Linked DNA regions of Gasterosteus aculeatus: region 2 is linked to region 1. Evidence: chromatin contacts called from public Hi-C data. All regions are on one chromosome and are shown on one strand. Each heading gives the region's core, a stretch centred on a gene start, on an enhancer-like site or on the middle of the called end of the contact. The rest is flanking DNA. Distances are from core to core; before and after follow the strand shown. Region 1 overlaps cdk14 (cyclin dependent kinase 14). Region 2 holds the start of cdk14 (cyclin dependent kinase 14).

Region 1 (6,567 bases), core at 1,591-4,090:
ATTCTGAAAATAACTAGATTATTGTATTTGGTGGGCTAAATGAGCCCACCTTTGGTTTGATTTTGCCCATGTGAACAGACTGCAGTGCACGTGACAGACACGGAAGTACAAGCTTACATTACGTGTGTGCTTACATTCACGTCCCCTGCAGCCGTGTGCTACCAGCACGTGGACCATGATGCTCCGTGTGCTACCAGCACGTGGACCATGCTGCTCCGTGTGCTACCAGCACGTGGACCATGATGCTCCGTGTGCTACCAGCACGTGGACCATGATGCTCCGTGTGCTACCAGCACGTGGACCATGCTGCTCCGTGTGCTACCAGCACGTGGACCATGATGCTCCGTGTGCTACCAGCACGTGGACCATGCTGCTCCGTGTGCTACCAGCACGTGGACCATGCTGCTCCGTGTGCTACCAGCACGTGGACCATGATGCTCCGTGTGCTACCAGCACGTGGACCATGATGCTCCGTGTGCTACCAGCACGTGGACCATGATGCTCCGTGTGCTACCAGCACGTGGACCATGATGCTCCGTGTGCTACCAGCACGTGGACCATGCTGCTCCGTGTGCTACCAGCACGTGGACCATGATGCTCCGTGTGCTACCAGCACGTGGACCATGATGCTCCGTGTGCTACCAGCACGTGGACCATGATGCTCCGTGTGCTACCAGCACGTGGACCATGATGCTCCGTGTGCTACCAGCACGTGGACCATGCTGCTCCGTGTGCTACCAGCACGTGGACCATGATGCTCCGTGTGCTACCAGCACGTGGACCATGATGCTCCGTGTGCTACCAGCACGTGGACCATGATGCTCCGTGTGCTACCAACACGTGGACCAGCATAGTCCTCCCCATTTGGTTCAGCTTGTCACTGACGACCAGGAGGGCCTGAGCTGCTCACTGGGGCTGTGATGAGGGCGGGAGATGATGTGCATGTGATGTTCTGGAGCTCTTTGTGGCAGCTGCCCTGTCCACTGATGAGTCGTCTCACACTCACAGACGTCTGTAATCCCTCCATTCTCTGCCTGCTAAATATAATTGGGGGATCCCGTGAAGGTCGGACGTCCTCTTTGTTTGTGTCTGGCTGTCATGGAGTTTTAGGTGTATGTATGTTTGCAGAACAAAGGGTCACGACCATTGACCTCACAGATTCCTCTGAGGCAGAACTTTCTCCTTCTGCCCGAGGTTCTGTCTGCTGACTTTACGTTGAACTGACACACTAGTAGCAGATGTGTGAGTGAGCGAAGTCATTTGACCGGTTGGCTTAATGTTTTAATGTTGAAATAATCCATGACCTTTTCCAACCACGGGACGTCTTCCCATGAAGTCCAGCAGCTGCCCCGCTCTCTTTGTACAGAAGGCTCCCTGAGGCCGGCCTGCTGGTGCTGGACTGCCCTCTAGTGTGGTGATTTGTTACTACATCCGCTGTGACTCCCACAAGGGGCCAACATGAGGCAAACTAGCCTCTGACCTTTTCCTATTAAATTCCTCTGGTTTTCAAAAACATTTTCCTTCCTGGCCTGGGCTGTTTCTGCGGATGGAAAGATGTATCTTCTGAATCCCAGACGTCAGCCACATGAAAGGCAGCCATCAGAAATGGAGATGAGCCCACATTGGCTCCAGCAGCACCTCCCATGCTGTAGGCCATCTGGAAACTATTATGCTGCCGAGCTGCCAGGGATCGTGTGGAAGGCACGTCTCTGGGTTCTGTCCTCATAAACCTTGGGCCGTGTGCTTGAGAACTCCAGCCGACCTCTCCATAAACGCTGGGCCGACCATGACTGCTGCTGGAGTCTCTCAATGCGGAATCCATATATTTAATGCCTGATGCATTGTTTATATGCTTTACCTGCTTTGCTTCCCTGACACACTCTTGTATTGAGAGTCAATCATAAATAGTTGTATTGTTTTATGAGTACTGACCTAAATCTGTGTGATCCATCTAATATTGTAGCTTCTCATGCTAACTGTTAAATGCTAGGCACAAAGCCACAGCAAAGAGCGTGTACTGGGTTTGTATTTGCTGCAATGTCTCTCCTGTGTGTGTGTTCCAGGTCATCGGCACCCCCTCAGAGGACAGCTGGCCCGGCGTTACCTCTCTGCCTCACTTCAAACCAGGTGCGACCCTGTTGCTGTAAACCCTCACTGAAGAGTCCCACCCAACGCTGCCCAGAGGGTGAACATTGAATACAGGGAACTCTGTACGATGAGTGTTTTGTATGCTAAATGGTTAGCATGCCGCATCGTATGTGTTAGCACGGGCTAAACATAACGTATAATAAATGATTAGCATACGTTACTCTGATGGACTTTTTGGATGTGAGAGTGAGTTGTGGTAATATTTTCCTTGGCTTGTGGAACATCTGAGCACACGATGAAGAAGCTTGTTTGCCGTGGCGATTAGGAGTCAGCGTTACACAACCCATGAAATATAATTCCGCCTAACAGTTCCTTTGGATATGTATTGCTTGTGTGCCATTGATGAGCCACACTGAGGTGGGTTACGTGGTTTATATACATCACCAACATGAACCAGGTCTCACTGTAACACATGCATACAGCAGCAGGGGGGCAGGAGGGGCAGGAGGGCTGGGCATGGGGGTGGCAGCTCTGCCAGGGCCGCCATGCCCTCTGGGAGCTCATTAGGGCTTTTAGAGGGAACATGAATAGAGGGACTGCAGATTAGTGTTGGCTGATGGACTGAGAGAGAGAGGACGAGCGCAGAGACGTGAAGACGGTCGGAGCGATGGCGTCACAGAGCCACCTCACATCTCCAGTGGCCAATTAGGGACCAACCGGAGGGCCCTCGTGGTCACACGCACACACAACCCGTCCCCATGCACGCGCTCATCCCGTGGCCATGGCGACGCTCGGCTCATGTTTGCCTCTCACACACTGGGAACAGCTGTCTGACACACACACACCACCACATCTGCTCATGTGGTGTGTGCACTTTCAACAAACGCAGGCAGACCAAGAGGATCAGCTTTACGTGTCATGGCAGTTATATACAATGTCGATATATTTATATGTTATTTTTTGGTATGGTTGAAAAATAAACATCTCCACATTTAAAGAGATAGTGATCCCCAGATGCACTTGCACTGTTTTGATGATTAACTTTAAAATACTCTTATTTTTGTGCTTATTTATATCATGTAGTTATATGGTATGTGCAAAAAGAAAGAAGTAAGATAAAATAAACAACAACATAGATTAAAAAAAGGAAATGCACCACTTATCAAACTACAACTTTTCAGAGGGGACAGATTTCTGTGTAACACCAGCTAAATGGTTCCGCTTCCCGCTTTGCCTCACCCGTCCACATGCGACTGACCCGCCGTGATCAAACCAGAGTCAGTTTGGACTGATGGGAAAGTATGATAATAACCTGGATCCTCGAGGTCTTTGAAGCGAGTCTACGCAGTGATGTGAGAGCAGCTTGTTCCATGTCCGGCCCAGCAGGGGGCAGGAGTGCGTCTCCCTAACAGCTCCTCTGGCTGTGATTCATCACGTTCATGTCCCAAACATGCTCTTACGGTTGGATCTCATCAGCACCGGGTGGTTGGAGGCCCCGCTTCTTTTTCACATCCTCTGCAGTTATGGAACGATTCCCCATTCGGCTGTTTGCAGTCATGTGTTGCGACTAGTGCCAGGTTAAAGAAGAAAGTCAAAGGGCCATTGTGTATCATTAAAGAGGTTATAATATTTAGAATGACTTGTTCAGTGTATGATCCCCAGAAAGGATGCTTTTTGATTTGGAGAGAGGCATCCATATACAACATACATCGACGCAGACATGATCATAGATGGTCAAATAATCAATAAAGAGCAAAAATCCCCTTGTGATATTACAATTGCTTGATAGGCGTTCATGGTAAAAGTAAGTAGATTCAAAGTCGGGCCATCCATCCTTCTGTCATTCGATTCATCCACCCTGTGTCCATCATCCACCCCTGCTCCACCCAGCCCGCATGTGATTGGACCGGGTGTGAGGGAGAAACTCCGAGCTAACAATCCCGAGCCTGTTGCTATGTGGCTCAGCGTCCGCCGTCTGAGAACGCCTACAGGCATCGACAAATGGACAGGAGGCACTTTCAGAGACCTTGAAAAATGGAATATATATATCATTTTTAAAATTTGTGTCGTTTTTATTTTTTTGTGAAATTAATTTTTGTCATTTAGTGCATTGAAGATGGACATACAATTTATTTTTATTGTTTTATGCACTCCTGTTTCTGAGTTGCGCCACAATTTCCATGTAGTGAAGTTGGTATTCACAGAACAACTACCTGTAACACACACATCAATAATCCCTGCTCACTTCCCTCCATGGACTCAGATTTCATTGTAGTACATGATGTTACAGAACAGTAGTACGAGTTACGTGCAGCATGCAGTCAACTGGAAACGTTCACTCACTCATTTATCCTCTTTGCAAAGGATTGTGGGTCAGAAGAGCCTGAAACGCTTTCTAGCCTGCAAATGACAGAACGGCTGTTTTTGGTATTTTGGACATTCCTGTATTGGGACACAGTGAATCCCTGTATGGATAGTGAGGTAGGATTAGAATGCAGCGCCTTTCACTTTCAAAATCCTCTTTTCAATCAATTCGATTAATTTCATGCCGCCATTTCCCAAGTGTTCTTAAGTTACTATCTCCTCCTGCTGATTCTTCTTGCACATGTTTCAAATTCAAACCCGAGGCAGGAATGGAAAGGATCTGCCCATTTGAGCTTCTGCTACGGTTTCTATATGTGACGATTGGAATAAACTATTGGTTTGTTGTGCTCCTCTCATTACAGACCGCTTTACAGTTTACAGCGCTAAGAAGCTCAGACAAGCGTGGAATAAGTAAGTGAACCACTCAAACACGAGTTCAGTGTGTGTGTGTGTGTGTGTGTGTGTGTGTGTGTGTGTGTGTGTGTGTGTGTAATGTCATGGGATGTTGTAGTACTCTAGTACCCTCGTTCCTGTCTGCTGAGCGCTACTCCGCGGGGAAGTGAACGCACTCTTTGCAGCTCCCATCCTCTACTTTCCTGCAGCATACAACCTGTGTGTGTGTGTGTGTGTGTGTGTGTGTGTGTACTATTCTGCTCTGGGACAAGTGCCACATCGACGAGGTCGCTGGGGCAGAGTTGGGGGCCGGTCCCAGATGCTGTGTTCCCCATGAGTACATCTGGAGGGGGGGGTGTCTCCAGGAGGAAACAAACATGTGAGCAAAGGGGACAGAAGAATGGTAAATGGCCTGTACGTGTACAGCGCTTTTCTAGTCTTCTGACCACTCAAAGCGCTTTAACACTACATGACATCATTCACCCATTCATACACTGATGACATCATTCACCCATTCACACCCTGATGACATCATTCACCCATTCACACCCTGATGACATCATTCACCCATTCACACCCTGATGACATCATTCACCCATTCACACCCTGATGACATCATTCACCCATTCACACCCTGATGACATCATTCACCCATTCACACACTGATGACATCATTCACCCATTCACACCCTGATGACATCATTCACCCATTCACACCCTGATGACATCATTCACCCATTCACACACTGATGACAGGAGAACCACACACAGTGACACCTGCCATCAGTCACTAACATTCACACACTGTAGTCACAGCTACAGGAGCCATGTTGGGTTCAGTGTCTTGCCCAAGGACACATGGACATGCGGGTTAGCAGAGCCTGGGATGGAACCACCAACCCTGTGATGGAGGACGACCGTGCTCCCCACTGCGGGCGACGGTGGGTGAGTGAGTGGGGAAGTGCGTGTGAGGTTGTATCGGCGGCCAGGGAGCGATGGACACTGTCTCCGCCCTGAGAGTTGGTCTGTCAGCCGTGTCCCCGTCCTGCTGGTTGTCCTCATCCAGCAGAAGCAATGTAAGCCTGTGAACGAGTTACCTTAACCAGGTGTCACCAGAGCGACGCAGGTTCCCTGATCGACAGTCCTGTCCCAGCGCACAACGCATGCTTTGCTCTCACTGGGCAGCAAAGACACGACCACATGAGCGTTGGTGGGTTAAGAACGGGACCACTAGAAGGGTCATGCTGAGGCCGTCCGTCTGCAGGTCCTAGTTGCATCCTTGAATGAACAGCTCATAGTGGGACGTCTACAGGGCTCCTGCGGCAGCTTTGTCCCAACAGAGACCGGTCTGCGGCTTTCTGTGGTGGGGGGGGCGTTACGGGCAGGTGGCTGCCTGCTTCTCGCCTCCCCCGGGTCCTCGCTGCAGCTCGCTGATAGAATACCACGAAGCGGCACCCGCCATGCGCCGCTGAAGGAGGAATGCTTCTCTCTGCCGGGATGTGCCATCACCCGCAGCGGTTTGATCGTTTCAGGAGATACGATCGATCTCAACACTCAGTCACACTGCCGAGCGGACAGCGATGGCACGAAGGAATGTGCCCCCTTTGTGCGCCGACACTGCTCAAAGGCCGTCCTGCTCGTAACGAGGTGATTTCACACCTGAACGTATCGGCCTGCTTGGCCTGATGCCTGCAGGGAAACTACAAAGCAAATCCTTTGCCA
Region 2 (6,567 bases), core at 2,412-4,911, 84 kb before region 1:
GTCAGCTCTGTAAGCTAGCTGGCAGTAAAGAGCCCAGGTGTTGGTGCAGAGAGGAGGCGACGGTCCGGAGTCCGAGTCCGCAAAGAAAGGCCGCAGGGTCTAAATATCATCCTGCGTAACGATGTTGTTCAGCCGTGCCCCATAGTGACGTGTAGAGACCATATATCCCGTATTAAATGTTGGAAAAACTGTCCCACGGCTCTTGCCCAGTGAAACAAACAATATGTTTCATCATCATGTCAACACTTGTGTCCTAAATACAATCACTTCATCCGATGGGCCTGAAGCACACAAGCTACTTACTGCAGCCAGCAGTGTGTGTGTCCTCCTGCTCGCCCGCTGTCTCACTAAAGTGTGATGGGAAGGTGTGTGTGGACTGAGGTGTGAACGGAGAGCAGACGGGCCACACAACGTGTGTGCGGGTCGGCCTCCGTACCCGGTGGTGCCTCCGTACTCGTTGCTCCTCCCAGCCGGAGGCCTCAAGGTTTCCTGCTTCTCCGTCCACTCGTTCTTCTCAACGGGAGAACTCAAATCTGGACCGAAAGATTGAACTCATAAACAATTTGTTGATCGAATGTCAAGGTCACTGTGACCTCAAGCCTGTCCTACTGTGAATTAGTGAGATCACCTTCTGGATTTCTTTGTTTGGGACAAACTGGAGGAGCAACTCATTTAGATTTCGGTTGTTAAAGGTCAAGCCGATCCCATTCTAAAGGATACGTTTCTTATGAGGCACAAACATCGACCTGGACTACAGGAAGACACCGACAAGTCAACACAAAGCCGATAGCATCCAAGCATTAACTACGTATTCCTTTAAACTACGGGTGTTAAAGTCTGTTTCTCCCCATCTTTTGTTTCTTTACAGGAACGTGGAGAGAAAGGCGCGGCACGATCAGATCCGCAAGAAGTATGGTACGTATGGGCCTCCGGTCCCCTCGTATCCCCTTTAAGGATACAGGGCATGTCGGATGCTTCCATGGACCTTCTTTGCTTCCTCTGTGCCAGAGAAGCATTTTCCTCATGTGAAGTGAGTCCATAGGGTGGTAACTCCTGTCTGAACCACTCCTCCAGGAGGGTCAGTGTCAGAGCATCATGTTACAGGTCAAAACCACTTTGTTCTATTTCAAATCTCCATCTGAGATGAGCCACTCCCCCTTCGGACAAGGTGAGAATAGAAACGACGCCCTCGACCCTCGTGTGGTTCTCCAGTCCTCTGATCATCCAGAAACCACCCCTCCCCTATTCATAGGGTCCCATGGGCAGGTAGTCACCTCTGACCTGTCCCGCATGTCCTTGGAGTGTGGGAGGAAGCCGGAGTACCTGGACACAGATACTGGGGGGACACGCAGAAAGGTGCTGGGTGGGTTTTGAACCCATGACCTTCTTGCTGTGTCTCCCACACACAGTAGACTTCTCATGGTCTACTTTCTTCTTGCCACTCTTCCATAAAGGCCAGATTTGTTTCCCCCCTCAGCTTGGGCCTCTGGGTTGATTCTCTGATTAATTCCTCCATTTGTACCTTTGCAAAACTGAAGTACGCCATGAAGGAGAGTTCAGTGCTGTGAAGAATAATTGTGGAATTCATGAATAATTGTGACATATGACACTTTGTACCATGGCAACGTCTCAAGCAGCCCACTAGAGGGCGCCCACCCGCAAGCGGAATCGTCAATCCCAGACTTTCTCGGGGAGCAGGGGTGGCGCTTGGGGGGGGCGCCCCCTTTGTTCTATTGTAGGGGGAAATCTGGATTGAGTGTTCATCAAACTTCAGGTTGTTGTTTTTGTTGTTCTAAACATGCTTAGTGTGTGTGAGGTGCAACAGTTGATGTGGAACTCTGATGGTGTTTCCATCCCTGGGGGCTGTTAGAAGTAGAGTACAGAGTCGATGGGACGGATTGACTGTATTCAGCCATTCACTCAGCATGGGATTCTGACTCTCTGATTTGTACCCCCCCCCCCCCCCCTCTGTGCAGGTCTGATGAGTGACTCGGACCACCCCTACAGCAAGTTTGAGAACGAGTAGATCAGCTGTCCAGCAGCACTCCCAGAGGCCTTTGCTTGCAGCTTGTGTCCTGGTTCACAGTGACACAACTCGCCAGAGCACCAAATCATAAATAATCTGCATTCTGGTTGAGGATGCGATGACTTTTTATTCCTGTTCTTCTGTCTGCTGAAATTTCCTCATGAGTTTGCTCTTTTAAATATTGTAGTTTCATATCAGTCTTTTCGCATTGTATATAAAGAATTGGAATAGGAAATAGTGATTGTACTGTAGAAAAGATATGACTCAATAAATTCCTTCTTTTAATCATGTGGTCTGTTCTTTGTATTTTTGGAGATAAAATGTCTTGTTTTCTGGGTGAACTCTGTTACTGATCGCAGTTAGTATGTTTTACTGCAGCTTATTATTCCATCTGACATCCAATATAATATATCGGTACATCCAGAGACGGCATATCACCAGAGATCTGTGACAATTTGGGTGTATTTACATCGCCCCTGTATTTTAATGACGATTGGGTCTTTTTTATTGTTAATACCCTGAAGAAGAGCGAAAGGCAAATATATATTTTTTCTTTCTCTTAGGACATTAAAGGGTTAGTAATGGCGTTCCATGCTATCTATTAGTTGTCTTTAAAGGCGGTTTTCTCTAAATCCACCTTCCTGTCCAGTCATTCGTCCCATAATCTCAGGCTTTCTAAGCAGCCGTCTGTTTATTCAACATTTTAATATTACTCGGAAGGATTTTCATTGATATTCATGGTCTGTGATAAATAGTTACGTTTTAGAAAAAGGAGTAAGCAGAAATAGTAACTATTCCAAAGTAACGTGAATTATTCTACTTGTGCTTCAGAAATGAAGGTGAATGTAATCTTCCGTTAACGTAAGTATCATTCATGCGGTTGCTTATTTCCTGTCCTGTGGATGGAGATGGTTTCCTCGCTCGTTACCTGAGATCATTGGGATGGTCCAGATTCCCAGATGGAGCAGCAGTCTGCTCACAGCTGGTGTCCACATGCTGTTCTGGGCTTTGGACCTGGTCCTTCCAAAGGAACCAATGGGTGTGAAAGTGCATTTCATTGGAAAGAAATGAAACCTTTTATTCCCGCAGCGTTGCATATGAATTTACATCTGCAGATGCTTCCACCTCATCTCACTACACCTTTCTGAGCTTCCCCCAGATATGAAGTCCTCAATTACAACTTCTCTATTGTGTCATGTTCAAAATAGCCAATGATGTATTTTATGATGGTAACTTTTGGTGAATTTAGGATTTCAAAAATAGCAAATGTTCTAGTAATTGTTCCCGCGGTCCCTGCATTAGTGCGCTGTAAGCCGCGCGGAAAGACACGTGATGCACGAACACGCTTCTCTAATGCATGCATGCAGATGTTGAGAAGATAACTCCTCAGAGATGTTTGTGCCTTTATTCATTTAAAGTCAGAGTTCTGGTCCACATTCATTGTGGCTAACAGATTAAAGAATACCGCCGGCGTGTGCGTGTGCGTGTGTGTGTGTGGGATGGGGATCGTTTCGCTTGCCCGTGGAAATATTCCTCCTCCTGCACACATTACAGGGCGGCGCTCGCGCTGTGACGGCCGGTCCGCGGGGCGAATGGAAACGCGCCGCTCCGCCGGACTGCGCCAATCCCCGCGCACTGGGGCGGGATCTAGGGGTCGAAGCGAGAGAGAGAGAGAATCCCCAAAATGACATCTAGATTGCGGCGGGGCGGAGAGCGACTGGCACAGAAACGACACCGTGCGAGCGGCAGCCAGCGTGCTGGATTCACCCGAGCAGAAAAGACGCACCGGGCACGCGCGGCGCGTTACGCACGGCAGCAGCTCGGACGCCGCCGCTTCTGACTTTCATGCCTCTTCTGGAGATGTAGTTGCCTTCTTGAGAAAATCCCAAGAAGACATTTGGTGTTCCTAGTTGGTGAGAGAGAGAAGCAGCAGTGAGAGGCTCCGCTTCCTGTTTGCTCTCCGCCAGCAGCGCTGCAGCTGGGCTGAGGGAGCCCCGCAGAGCTCCCCATCAACCGGTCCTCCAACCCGCTCCAACCCGCTCCAGCCCGCTCCAACCCGCTCCGGCCCGCTCCAATCCTGTCCAACCCGCTCCAACCCGCTCCAGCCCGCTCCAACCCGCTCCAACCCGCTCCAGCCCGCTCCAACCCGCTCCAGCCCGGTCCAACCCGCTCCAGCCCGGTCCAGCCGCGCACACAGAGAGATGTGCGACCTGATGCCCTCCTCCCAACCCCCTCAGAAAATCGGAAAAATGAAAAAGTTGAGGAGAACTTTGTCGGAGAGTTTCAGGAGTATTGGTGAGTGTTTTCTTCTTTTCCTTGGAGAAATGTCCATCGTCTAGTCATAGTCCACTAGTCCCACGTAGAGGACAAACTCATTTGTGGCAAAAAGCAGCTGTGGTGCACACTGGGATGCTGATAACATGATGTTACACGTCTGTGTTTGACCACCGACAACTGGACGCTGCTCATCATCCTCATGAATGAATCTTCCCGTACATTCATCATCGGTTCACTTCATACGCCAATAGCTGCTTCTGATTGTGGTGATGCACGTGAGACACGTCCATCTCATTTCTTCTGTTGTCCAACAGAAAACACTCTGCTGCTAAAATAACCACGTGTGTGAGCAGGAATCATCACGCACACGCCGTCGCGTCACTGGTTGTCACTGATGGTGCAGCCATCGCATCCCCGTGCATCTCTCAATCGCACACATACACATGCACACAGGCGCGCACACACACGCACACGCCTTGGCAGAAACCTTCACGTCATTGGCCTTTGCAGCAGCGTGTGCAGAGGAGGAATCTCTGGATGCAGCATGTATGAGGGATGAACAGTCGTGAGGGTCGATGATGCCGGAGAGGAGAGATTGCCATTGACTTTCCTGCTGACGCTCATCTCCCGTTGGCCGTCGTTCCTCTCGTCCGAACCAACATCAAGCTCTCGCCCTGCGCCTCTTAACGCAGCACATCCAAGAGCCGGCGTATGTTCACGTCCTCGCAAGCGTTGGTCCAGCTGATCCCCGTCCTCATCAACGCAGGAGCCCATGCGCCCATTTGATTGGATGAGCGTTGAAGCAGGAGACCGTTGTCCAACCTTTTCTGACCCGTGAGCTCAGGTGTGATGATCATGAGCCAGGTCCTCTGGGAGCAGTCGGTTTGTCATGTGAACTTGGGGGTGGGGACTGTGTTTTAGGAATCATGAAGAAAGCCCCCGACGAAACGCTGCTTCCTCCTGAAGTATTCACGGGCTGTCTTTAAACGAGCTGTGATGACTGAAACTTTACAACATAAACATCGCATTAAAGTTTTAAATATTCCAAATGTCGTGTTGTCGGTTGCAGGATGTGTGAATTACATCAGCTGACAGAAAGTAAACCCAAAATGACCAACAGAGGAGGGGCTACCCCGCCCCCGTGTTCGCCAATACATGTGTGCCCGGGTGCATGGAGCCATAGTGTCCGTGGTCCCCCCACCAGCCTCACAAAACCCCCAAACCCCAAGAGAGAATTCATTACATGTAAGGATGTCTAAATGCCACGAAAAGAGAGATGAATGTTCAATCATCCGCGAGGCAGTGGATGAGTAATGTTAGATCACAACACTGACCACAGTAACTGTGGATAAACCCATTTATAATCATCTGATGATGGACAGCTTCTAATGCAGGTGGTTAATATCAAACCAACATCCGCTTATTCAGAGAGAAAGCTTCACAAAAACCACCTGAATTCCACCTATTCTTTGTAGTGACACCTAAAAACGTAGCTTGGTTTCATCAAAAATGACGATGCTTTGAATTTGTAATTGAAAACGTAATATTTGTGATAAAAATCACAACCCTGCGGTGTGTCCGTAAAGAGTTGATACGTCAAAGTACAGCAGGTGACAGAATTTCAGCTACAACATCGGGAATAATGTTTGTTATAAATATTTGAAAACGTTTCCTGCAAAGTGAGCATGAAATCTAACGCGTGAGCCGCCGCGGCGTCTTTGCTGTACCTGCAGACGGATCCGTGCAGCGAGTGAGTCTCGGTCTGCAGTGTGTGGGGAGTCTTGGGGGAGCGTGTGCATGTGCGATGGACGGTGCTTCTAAACACAAGAAAGAGAAGAGTCATTGTAGTGCCCGAGCAGCCCCCAGAGCCCCCAGAGCCCCCAGAACCCCCAGAGCCCCAAGAACCCCCAGAGCCCCCAAGAACCCCCAGAGCCCCCAGAACCCCCAGAGCCCCCAGAGCCCCAAGAACCCCCAAGATCCCCCAGAGCCCCCAGAGCCCCAAGATCCCCCAGAGCCCCCAGAACCCCCAGAGCCCCCAAGAACCCCCAGAGCCCCCAAGATCCCCCAGAGCCCCCAAGAACCCCCAGAGCCCCCAGAGCCCCAAGAACCCCCAAGAACCCCCAGAGCCCCCAGAGCCCCCAGAACCCCAAGATCCCCCAGAGCCCCCAGAACCCCCAGAGCCCCCAAGAACCCCCAGAGCCCCCAAGATCCCCCAGAGCCCCCAAGAACCCCCAGAGCCCCCAGAGCCCCCAGAACCCCAAGAT

What was found. Hi-C and Micro-C count contacts between places; a contact is called where the count stands out from the background.
Region 2: a Hi-C map of skeletal muscle shows a contact between it and region 1, with 5 times the contacts expected there. The contact joins the promoter of cdk14 here to the enhancer-like site in region 1. A contact is called at or near these places in 4 of 6 Hi-C or Micro-C datasets (skeletal muscle, tail fin and whole body).

Annotation. Positions count from the first base shown.
Region 1 is chr20:20,763,429-20,769,995 of fGasAcu3.hap1.1, reverse strand. cdk14 (cyclin dependent kinase 14) reads left to right here. Exons shown (of 15, transcript XM_040164536.2): 11 at 2,064-2,127; 12 at 4,815-4,863. Among protein-coding and RNA genes, the nearest start is that of LOC120810191, 34 kb to the right of the region's middle. Within about 2 kb of position 2,840, at least 6 of the 9 cell types and tissues checked have open chromatin away from gene starts, as enhancers often do.
Region 2 is chr20:20,847,978-20,854,544 of fGasAcu3.hap1.1, reverse strand. It overlaps cdk14 (cyclin dependent kinase 14), which reads left to right and starts at 3,661. Exons shown (of 15, transcript XM_040164536.2): 1 at 3,661-4,321. The coding sequence starts at 4,228. LOC120810724 (pituitary tumor-transforming gene 1 protein-interacting protein) reads left to right here. Exons shown (of 7, transcript XM_040165548.2): 6 at 869-915; 7 at 1,977-2,311. The coding sequence ends at 2,026.